Linked DNA regions of Pan troglodytes: region 2 is linked to region 1. The links are chromatin contacts, called in public HiChIP or PLAC-seq maps. All regions are on one chromosome and are shown on one strand. The core of a region is the stretch at or near the end of the contact, and the rest is flanking DNA. Distances in the headings are between cores, read along the strand shown.

Region 1 (5,072 bases), core at 1,038-3,537:
GTGGCACAATCATAGCTCACTGCAGCCTCAAACCCCTGGGATCAAGTGATCCTCCAGCCTCGGGATTTTTTTCACTTTTATTATTTTATTTGTTTGTTTGTTTATTTATTTATTTATTTATTTGAGATGGAGTCTCACTCTGTCTCCCAGGCTGGAGTGCAGTGGTGCGATCTCGGCTCACTGCAACCTCCGCCTCTCAGGTTCAAGTGATTCTCCTGCCTCAGCCTCCCGAGTAGCTGGGACTACAGGCACACGCCACCACACCTGGCTGATTTTTGTATTTTTAGTAGAGAGAGGGTTTCACCATATTGGCCAGGCTGGTCTCGAACTCCTGACCTCAAGTGATCCTCCTGCCTTGGCCTCCCAAAGTGCTGGGATTACAAGCATGAGCCACTGCGCCTGGCACTTTTAAAACAGAGACAATACTTACCTCATAGGTTTATTGGGAGAGTGGCAACAGCTTGCAATGGGATGAGGCACATGGTAAGGTGCTCAATATGTGTGAACTATTATAACGGTCATAGTTACCATTAAGGGAAGACCTATCTGTGCTACATTAATGGGGGATAATAATTACTTTATTTGCTGGGCGTGGTGGTTCATGCCTATAATCCCAACACTTTGGGAGGCCGAGGCGGGAGGATAACTTGAGGCCAGGAGTTGGAGACCAGCCTGGGCAACATGGCAAAACCCCATCTCTACTAAAAATACAAAAACTAGCTGGGCGTGGTGGTGGGCATCTGTAATCCCAGCTACTCGGGAGGCTGAGAATTGCTGGAACCCGGGACGCAGAGGTTGCAGTGAGCCGAGATCACGCCATTGCATTTCAGCCAGGGCAACAAGAGCAAAATTCTGTCTCTAATAATAATAATAATAACAACAACAACAACAACAACAACAACAACAACTTCATTCAACCAAATACATTGTACATCTCACCTGGCCTGCCCATAAGCAATGGAGACACTGAAATAAACACGATTCCTGCCCTCAAGGTCTAATGGAGGAAAGAGATGTACACAGCTATTCTAGAGGGAAATTGACATGAACAGAAGTTCTCATCCTGTGCTCCAGGATCACACTGGAGGAGGGAGATGCTCCCAGAGGGTCTTGGGAAGGCTTTCCAATCTGGAGCTGGAAGAATGTTTGCCAGAGATGAAAGGAGGGGAAGGGAATTCCGGGCAGAGGGAAGGGCGCAGGCAACAGCTAGGAGGCGCAGATGCAGGCTGGGTGTGGAGGGTGCGAGTAGGCTGGAGTACACCAGGGAGTTCCCAGCAGGCCACTAGGAGCCACCCAGGATGCTCGGCAACCTCATGAGTCAGATGAGCAGGGCTGTGTCTATCTGGAAGTTTCCAGCCAAGCTAGGTAAAACACATGGACACAGGTAACTATGCTGTAAAGCAAAATCCCCAAGTCCTACAATCGTGTCCCAGTGGTGTCCCTGGGCCACCACTTTCCAGAAGCAAAGTTATTTTCTCACCCCGTTGTTAAGCACACAGAATAGAGAAGGTACGGCCGCAATCCACCCAAGTGTCCACTGATTAGATAGGAACCCCCGAGGTGAGGCTGGAAGCTGGGGCCAGGAGCTCCACTCTTCCCAGGAGTCAGAGAAGTGAGTTCATTTGCTGGCTTTTTAGTTCCTAATAGTCCCTGGGGCTTTTCGGGATGCTTAAGCCAAGGGCGTGGGGCCGAGAGCGACACTAGGATAACACTAGGCAAGGCTGAGCAACCCAGGCTACCAACAGCACGGACTTGAACCGGGTCGCATGCCGGAGCGGACGGGATGGGGTGCACCGCAGAACTGCGGACTCCTGGTGCCGGGACGCGGCGGGCTGGGGCGCCCCACTCTCGGGGCAAGTCTGCAATGCCCGGTGCCCACAAAAAGGACACATCCATCTTTGTCACCCTGAGGCCTGGCACGGCCTGACGGCCCAGGCTCGGTAAAAGTCGGGCGGAGAGAGTGGAAGCGCAGAGAAACCCGGGGAGGGCGCTTAAGAACGGGCCAGGGCGCCCGGCTGGGCTGCCCTGCCTCTCGGGCGCCGGCCAGGCGTCCCGGCCGCCCCACCATGCCGTCGGAGCGCGCCGAAGCTCAGCCCGGGGCGGGCGGGCCGGGAGAGGGCCCGGGGCCCCTGCCGCTGCGGCGCCCCCTCCTGCGCACCCGGAGGGAGAGGCCGCGCGCGCCCGCCCGCTCTTTCTGCGCGCGGCCCTCCCCGCTGCCCCCGCCCTCGCGCCCTGTTTGGAGGGAGCCACCCTGACGTCGGAGCCGCTCCCCCGCGCCGCGCGCCCGCCCGGGGCCGCAGACAGCGCGCAGCGCAGCCCAGCCGAGCGTCGCGGGGCCGCCCCCAGCCCTGCCGGCCGCCTCGCCGAGCCTCCTGGGGCGCCCGGGCCCGCGACCCCCGCACCCAGCTCCGCAGGACCCGGCGGGCGCGCGCGGTAAGTCCCGCCCGGGCCGGCATGCGGGCGCCCGGCTTCCAGAGGCTTCGGTCGCGGGGGCAGTGCCGCGCCCCCAGCCCGGAGCTGCGTCCCCCGGCGCGTCCGGCGGCCGCGGGCACCGGGTGGAGGCGCCGCCGCCGAGCTCAGGAGCCCTGGGGGACCTGGCGGGCGCCTCCGGACGCCGGCGCTGGGGACGTGGGCGCGGCACGGGGTGGCCGGGGGGCACCGCCGCGTCCGGAGCCCGTCCCCAGACTCGCCCCGGGGTTCCGTTTCTGGATCGGAGTTTCCGCGGCCGGGAGAGAGAGGGAGCGAGGGAGGGAGATGCGTGGCCGGGCGGGCCGGGCTCGCATGTCCCCCGGCCGTGCCCGGGCCTCGCCGCGCCGCGCCTCTCGGCTCTGGACGTTTCCGCCTCCCGCGGCCCCCTCTGCTTCGGTCCCCACGTCCGTGTGTCTGTCTCTCCGTCGCCGTTTCCGCCGCTCACTTTCCCCTGGTCTGCCCGTCTCTTTCCGTTCCCCGCCTGCCTCCGTGTTCGGCTGCCCGCGTTTGTGTCTCTGCCTCTGGCTTTTCTCTCCCTCTCTCTGTCTCTGCGCTGCCCTCTGTGGGGGGCTCGCCCTGTGTCTGCGCCTCTCCCTGATCCCCCGCCCTCCGATCCAGACGATCCCCCCAGTGTCGGAGGCTCGCCTTCCCCCAGCGGGGTTCACGAATAGTTTCCTAGACCGGGTGCGGCAAACCCTCCCTCTGCCTCCCGCCGGCCCCGAGGCCTGGCCCGGGTCATCTCCCTGGAATTGAGTCTGGGGCAGGGAGAGCCAGCCTTTCCGGGGGCTCGGTTTTCTTAAGAATTCCACCCCCGCGAGGCCAGCTGGACGACAGGCCCTGCTGCGGGCCACCTGCCCGGCCCGCTCCCAGGGCGGGGCGATTCTGATCGTTTACAAGCGGCGGCAAAGGGGGCAGCCGCCTGCCTTGGCGTGGCCGGAGGTTGGCGGGCATCAAGGGAGAAGGCCACACTTCCAGGCTTTCGGAGGCCCTCGCTCCCCAAGCTGGACGCCACCAGCCTGTAACTAGGGGCACCCCAGGAAAACAGAGGTCAGGGCTGGAGGCCAAAGACCGGGCGCTGGCGGGGAAGCAATTTGTCAACAAGGAGCCCCTCACCCTTTGTTACTGCGGAATGGGGCCTCCCTAGACTCCCCCAGATGCTGGGACTGCTTGGGCGTGGTTTGCCTTGAGTTGGGGCCAAAGAAAAAGCGAGGCTGCAGCGTTTCCTCGGTGACCCCCACCCCTCTCCACCCACCCCTGCAAGCTGGACCTCTCTCCCGGGCCTGTGTTTTGGAGGGGTGGACAGGGGAGTAGGTGTTCTGCATCGGCCGGGGATATCGCCTCATTATTTTAAAGTGAAATTTCAGGCTGAGTTTAGCTGCTTCCCCCCACCCACAACCCCAAGGGTCGGAGGCTGCCGGAGCGGGCAGGGTTGTTGGTGAGGTCTGCAGTGGAACTTCTGCTGAGCAGATGTGCAGCCTGGCCCTGCAGCAGCTCATTAGCATGGATTTGTTTTGGAGGCTGTTTTTGGTTTGCGGGCAGGAGGGTCTGCGGTAAGGAGGGCCGTGGCCTGGGTTGGGGGGCTGGCACAGAGGTGGCCAGGGCTGGAAGGTGCAGGCAGGCCTGGGTGGCACGGGGTCGGCCCTGTGTGTTCGCCCCCTGGACAGTTGACTCATGCTCTCCCCAGTGCTGAAGGAAGGAAGGAAAAGCCACCCTGCCGTGAGACTGGGGTCGTGGAATCACAGTGGCCTTAAGCAGTATGCTGGAGCCAGGCTCCTCCCTGGGGGATCTGCTGAAATGGAAGTTCCCAGGCCAGGCTGCCCATTTTACAGGTTGCAAACGTGAAGCTTAGTGAGGGGAAGCAAATGGTCAGTGGCTCGAGCTGTAACCATTAGACTCTCCTGACTCCAGGCACACAGAAAGCCAATGTATGAGCTTTGGCCAGAACTCATCCTCAAACCCCAGAGTGAGCCCAGGAAACCCGGTTGGGCTGACCAGAGCCGGGGCCTGACCTGGGTGAGCAGGGAGCCCCAAGCCTGACACTGCCTTGCCCCTTCACAGAGCAACAATTTCAGTTGCACCATTCAAGGAAGTCCCTGTGCTCATTTCAAGACCTGGAGCGATCGCCCCGCCCTTGCCAAGCCCCAAGCCTAGGGCTGCAGCCCAGCCACCCTCCACACCCTCTGCGCCCAGCAGCATGCTCAGCCTGGCAGTGGGGCACAGCCTGTTTTCTTGAAGTTGGATTCTGGAGGAGGCTGGTGTCTCCACGACCCTGTCTTAGAGTCTGAGTGGGATCTTCCTCCCAGTTCCCACCTTAGATAGGGAATCATGTTGGGTGGCCCTTGACAGTTTCTAAAATCCATTCCCAGCTGTCATCCCACTTGCTTGAGTTTCACCTCAAGGTTTTCCCTAAATCCAGTTTCACTGGGGCAGATACAGCTCAGACTGAAATAGCCTCAGGACCTGCCGAGGATCCTGTGGGAGCGAGGGGCAGAAGGGAGCAGGCAGAGGCCAGGGAGGATAAGAGGCCCAAGCTAGCACTTAAAGTGACATGGACTGAGGAATTAACTATGATGGGCGATCTCTCCAGAGGTTTCCATGTATTC
Region 2 (5,274 bases), core at 1,445-3,944, 150 kb before region 1:
CCTAACAATAAGCAGTCAGAAATTACAAGGCTAAGGGATACTAAGAACAAGTGACTGAGAGAATGAATATGAAATCCAAGCAGGTAAGTTCATGGACACAGACACATGCCAAGAGAACATTCCAAGTGGTTTCTTCCAACGCCAGGTGCTGTTCTAGGCCCCACGGATACAGCTGCGGAAAACACAAGACACAAATCTCTGCCCTCCAAGAGCTCATTCTGGCCCATGCTAAATATGCCTGTACCACCATACAGCTATTTCACTATAAACATGATTTCCTATACAAAGGATCTAAAATACAATACATGGGCAATAAATACTGCTCCTCCCCCCTTGCCATGTTTGAATATCCCATTTTATGTTTTTCAAACGGTATCATTAAACCTTCTGACATACAAGCAGCTTGGTACAATGGGAAGAACAGTTTAGAGCCTGCCAGATGGGCTTCCACTGACCAACAGTGGTTCCTCCACTGGCTGAGCAACACCCTGAATAAGTCACTCCACCTCCTGAGCCTCAGCTGCCTCATCTATAAAACGGGGACAGCCCCAGAAGGGCTTCGTGTGGATGAAACCAGCTTGTACAGGTGAAGCACACCACAGTGACTGGCAGACAGTTCCTCCACCCTTTCCAGCCTTTTCAGATGAGAGCTGAGTACAAGACTCCTGAGAAGCTTCAGGTGTCATGTGCTCCTCCTGGGGGACTGAGGCACTTTCCCATCACCTGGCGAGAATCGCTGCTTCCTGCCTTATACTTTGTCCTGAGTGTACACTCAGGAAACTTCAGCCCACTTTCAAAGTCCTCACCCACCACTGCCCTGGAGAAGTCATTCTCCATCAAGGCCTGGGGCCGGGCCCACCTCCCCAAACAAGGAGTTTTCAGCCAAAGTTACTGGACAAATCCGAAGGCCTTAAAAGTGGCATTGCCCATGTTTTTAATCAGCATACAGGAAGGCATCAAAAGAAAGCTTAACCCATCTCAACTACTCACCCTCGTTCAGCAGCAACATCCCTTGACTAAACAAGGAACCATGGTCCTCAAAACACTTTGAGGCCCAAAGTCCACATACAAACATGCTCCAAAAATCCCTTGATCCTGTCAGGAAGAAGTTCTCTGGCCCTTCCAACCTAAGTGCTGGGCCTGTCCTGTGGAAGGGTCAAGTGGCAGGAGGGCAGGTCTATCTGTGGGGGCCTATGTGAAACCCCAGGTTCCTCAAAAGTCTGGATAGCATCTGCCTTCTTTACCAAAACAAACACCACGAGCGGAGCCAGCACTCTCCCTAGGCGTTCTGCTCACCTGATCCGAGGGACTTCCATAATCAGCAGTTCCAACCCTTACAAGCTGACAGTTCAGAGGGAAGGGGAGGCTGCGCCTGCTTGGGTGCATCGTGTCCAGGCCATATGCTGGATCCAGGGCCTGGTGGCCCCCCAAGGCCACGGCCTCACAAGGGCGATTGTGCGTTCATCCTTGTCCTGTGGGCCACCCATCCTCGCCCCTCGGCTCCCACTCAGGCCCGGGCGCCGCGGACCCCGGCCTGCCCTGCAGAATGCTTCGCACGCACAGCACCCACGGCGGCGGCCTCGAGAAGGGCCCGCAGAGCAGCGCGCTGCCTTCTGGGCACACCGATGCCCGCCCTTCCCTCGCTGGCTCCTAGGCGGCCTCCCTAGAAGCGGCAACTGAGAAGGCACAGCACCGGGACCACCCTATCCCTGATGGAGAGCTCCCCTCGCTCCCCAAAGGCTGCAAAGAAGGCTCGCCCCAGGTACAGGGAAGGGGACCCTGGGTCGTGCACCAGGCAGGGGGCAGGACCCTGATGAGAGGGTCAGGGCGGGGACCGAGCGGGGCTGACGCAGGTTACGCTAGGAGTGGTGAAAAGTCCAGGGAAGGGGATCATGGTGGGGAGGAGGCAGTGAGGTCCAGACGGGGGCCATGGGCGGAGAAGAGGAGGTCCAGATTTAAGTTCACAGAGAGAAGAGGAGATTCAGGCTGAGGCCACGGAGAAGAGGGGAAGCAAACCTAGGCCGCTGCAGAAGGGGCTGACCGGGGTCCAGCCTGAGGCCATGGAGAAGGCAAGGGAGGGAGGGACAGAGGGAGGCAGCGGCCTAGCCTGGGCCATGGCAGGGAGAAACGACGGCCTAGCCTGGGCCGGAGAGACGGGGGAAAGCAGACCCAGCCCTAGACCGGGGGAGGAAGGGGGCCCACGCCAGGGTCACCGAGGGGGTGCCTGGCTGGGGCCACGGTTCGGGAGGGAGGGTCTAGCCTGGACTATGGGAGAGACCAGCCTGAACACAGAGGTGGTGAGTGGGACTCCAGCTTGCGCCAAGGGCGGGGGCTGGGAGCGGGGGCAGGGTCACTGCCACCCAAGTCGTCCGCGCCGGCGGCACCCTCCTGGGCGGGGAGGGACCGGGTCCACCCAGGGTCCGGGACCCCGCCCCTCCCCCACCCCGGGAAGCCACCCGTCCCAGGCCAGGGATGGGCAGGGGGAGGGGGACGCGAGCTCCGGAGGGGCCCCCGGGCCGGGGAGGGGGCCGTGCGGCCTTTACCATGGTGGCGGCGGCGGCGGCGGTCCCGGTCCCGGCGTCAGTGGCTCTCCCCCCCGCAGCAGGGCCCGGCGCTTCCACTTCCCCGGGTGCCCAGGAGTGAACATCCGGGTCAGCACCCCCCTCCCCCCGCGCCGGGCCGCCGCCACCTTCCTTCCCCGCCCCGGCCCGGCCCGGGCCCGCCCCCCACGCCGCCAGCTCGCGGCCAATGAGCGCGCGGGGCTGCGGCGATCGCCAAGTATGGAGAGCGGCGCGAGAGGCGGGCGCCGACGGGGTGCGGGGGCGGGGCCTGCGAGGCGGGGCGGGGCGCGGCGCTGCGCGGCGCGGCTGCCGGGGGTCCCCGGCACGGGTTGCGGGCCGGGGCGGAAAGGTCTCCTGGCTGTCTGAGGTCCAGTCCCCGACTCTGGGCCTGCAGCAGCGAGTGGCGGCGAGGGAACCGCACCCCACAGTCCCCGCGGGCGGGGATGCGGAAGGCACCGCGGCTGGGAGGGGACCGGCCCTCCGCGCCCCACCCCGTGCACGCGCTCATTCCTGCGGCGCACCCGGAACTGCCGCCGAGCGCGGACCGGCCCGGCCCGGCCCGGCCCAGCCCAACCCAGCCCAACCCAGCACTGGGGGAGCGCGCCGGGAGCGGGGCAGGAGCCCATCGCTGCCGCTCGCTACGGCAGGATCTGGAGCGCCGCGCTGCACCTGAGCCCGGGCACGAATTGAGGAGCCTCGGGCTGACGCCATTTATTCAGCACCTACTATGTACCAGGCCTTGTTTAGGCACCGGAAGATAACAGATAAGACATAAAGATCCCTGCCGGTATAGCTGCAGACAGAATAGCTGTGAGGATGACACAGGTAGAGATTAGAAAATTAAGTTCAACAGGTCGGCCGCGGTGGCTCACGCCTGTAATCCCAGCACTTTGGAAGGCCGAGGCGGGCCAAGGTCAAGAGATCGAGACCATCCTGGCCAACATGGTGAAACCCCGTTTCTACTAAAAATACAAAAATTAGCTGGGCGTGGTGGTTCGCTCCTATAGTCCCAGCTACTCGGGAGGCTGAGGCAGGAGAATCGTTTGAACCCGGGGGGCAGAGGTTGCTGTGAGCCAAGATCGCGCCACTGCACCCCAGCCTGGCGACAGAGCAAGACTGTCTCAAAAAAAAAAAAAAAAAAAAAAAAAAAGAAAGAAAATTAAGTTCAACAAATGCTAGCTGTTATGAGTACTGTTGGATGTGCTACAGAGAACCATTCCATTAGCCCAGAAGGGCTTCCTCGCTCCACAAAGTGACTCAAGTTTCTCTCTCCCAATCTCTCTCTCTCTCTCTCTCTCAATCAAATATTTGTTAAGCTTAGTCTAGGTAGCAGGAGAGACCTGGATTGCTAACAATATCTGCCTCCGTGGCCTGTTTGCTTTGGTTAAATCAAATTAGGCGATCTGTGAGGGGATGGTAAACAGCACAGATGACAGGAATTGTTTCCCTGAGCCAGGCCCTGTCCTCAGGGAGCTTATAGACAAGTCGAAGCTTTCACAGGTAGCCACTGGCAGAAAAAGCATACGGGTAAGTCTCGCAAGAATGGTATTGGATGAGTATTACAGAAATTCAAGGAAGAGAATGGCACACGCAGTAGATATTTATTGAGCATCTGCTATGTGCCAAGCACTGTGCTAGGCTCTGGAAATAGAGCAATGAGCAAAATAACCCCCATGGTTGTGGAGCTTGAGTGTTGTCAGGGAGACAGTCGGCCACCAGGCAAATACAGTGTCCAAGGCCAGGCATAGTGGCTCACGCCTGTAATCTCAGCACTTTGGGAGGCCGAGGTGGGCAATCGCTTGAAGTCAGGAGTTCCAGATCAGCCTGGCTAACATGGCGAAACCCCGTCTCTACTAAAAATACACAAAGTTAGCCGAGGCCGGGCGCAGTGGCTCACGCCTGTAATCCTAGCACTTTGGGAGGCCGAGGTGGGCGCATCACGGGGTCAGGAGATCGAGACCATCTTGGATAACACGGTTATCTCTACTAAAAATAAAAAAATTAGCTGGGCGCGATGACGGGCGCCTGTAGTCCCAGCTACTCGGGAGGCTGAGGCAGGAGAATGGCGTGAACCCGGGAGGCGGAGCTTGCAGTGAGCTGAGATCGCGCCACTGCACTCCAGCCTGGGCGACAGAGAGAGACTTCGTCTCAAAAATAAAATAGTAATAATAATAATACAGTGTCGGGTAGTGATTAGAGATAATGAGAAAAATTCAAGCAAACAGGTAGGCAGGCAAGGCCTAACTTAGCAATATTTGATCATATAGCTGAAGGGAAGGAGGGAGCAAGCCGTGTGGATAGCAGAGGCACAAGGAGCAGCAAGGGTAAAAACCCTGAAGGTGACAGTGCTGGATCAGCACTGGTGTGTTTTCAAGGGCCAGACAGGAGGCCAGTGTGGCTAGCCTAGGTCGAGCAGGAGCTGAAGGGCAGAGCAATGACAAGATTTGACCTAGGCTTTAAAAGGATCATGAGGCTGCTGTGTTCTGAATGGACTGTAGGGGGACTAGGGCCTTAGAAAGCCATTTCTATATTGAGGACATTTATTTATTTAAAAAGCACTGATATGGCACATCCTATGTGATGAACACTGTTAAGCACCTTACAGATAATAAGCCATTTAATCCTCATGACAGAAGCCTGAAAAGGTAAGGAGCGCCCAAGGTCACACAGCAGAGAGATGAAGCTGGCTTAGACCAGGGTAGTAGCATTGGAG

Evidence for each region. HiChIP or PLAC-seq counts read pairs in DNA pulled down with a chosen protein or histone mark.
Region 2: an H3K4me3 HiChIP or PLAC-seq map of stem cell-derived excitatory neurons shows a contact between it and region 1, with 4 times the contacts expected there. The contact joins the promoter of CAPZB here to the promoter of NBL1 in region 1. A contact is called at or near these places in 1 of 7 Hi-C or Micro-C datasets (stem cell-derived neural progenitor cells) and 1 of 1 datasets of contacts at active chromatin or transcription factors (stem cell-derived excitatory neurons).

What each region holds. Positions count from the first base shown.
Region 1 is chr1:211,556,633-211,561,704 of NHGRI_mPanTro3-v2.0_pri, reverse strand. It overlaps NBL1 (NBL1, DAN family BMP antagonist), which reads left to right and starts at 2,287. Exons shown (of 4, transcript XM_016939666.2): 1 at 2,287-2,433.
Region 2 is chr1:211,711,694-211,716,967 of NHGRI_mPanTro3-v2.0_pri, reverse strand. CAPZB (capping actin protein of muscle Z-line subunit beta) reads right to left here and starts at 2,694. Exons shown (of 9, transcript XM_003307839.6): 1 at 2,544-2,694. The coding sequence starts at 2,546.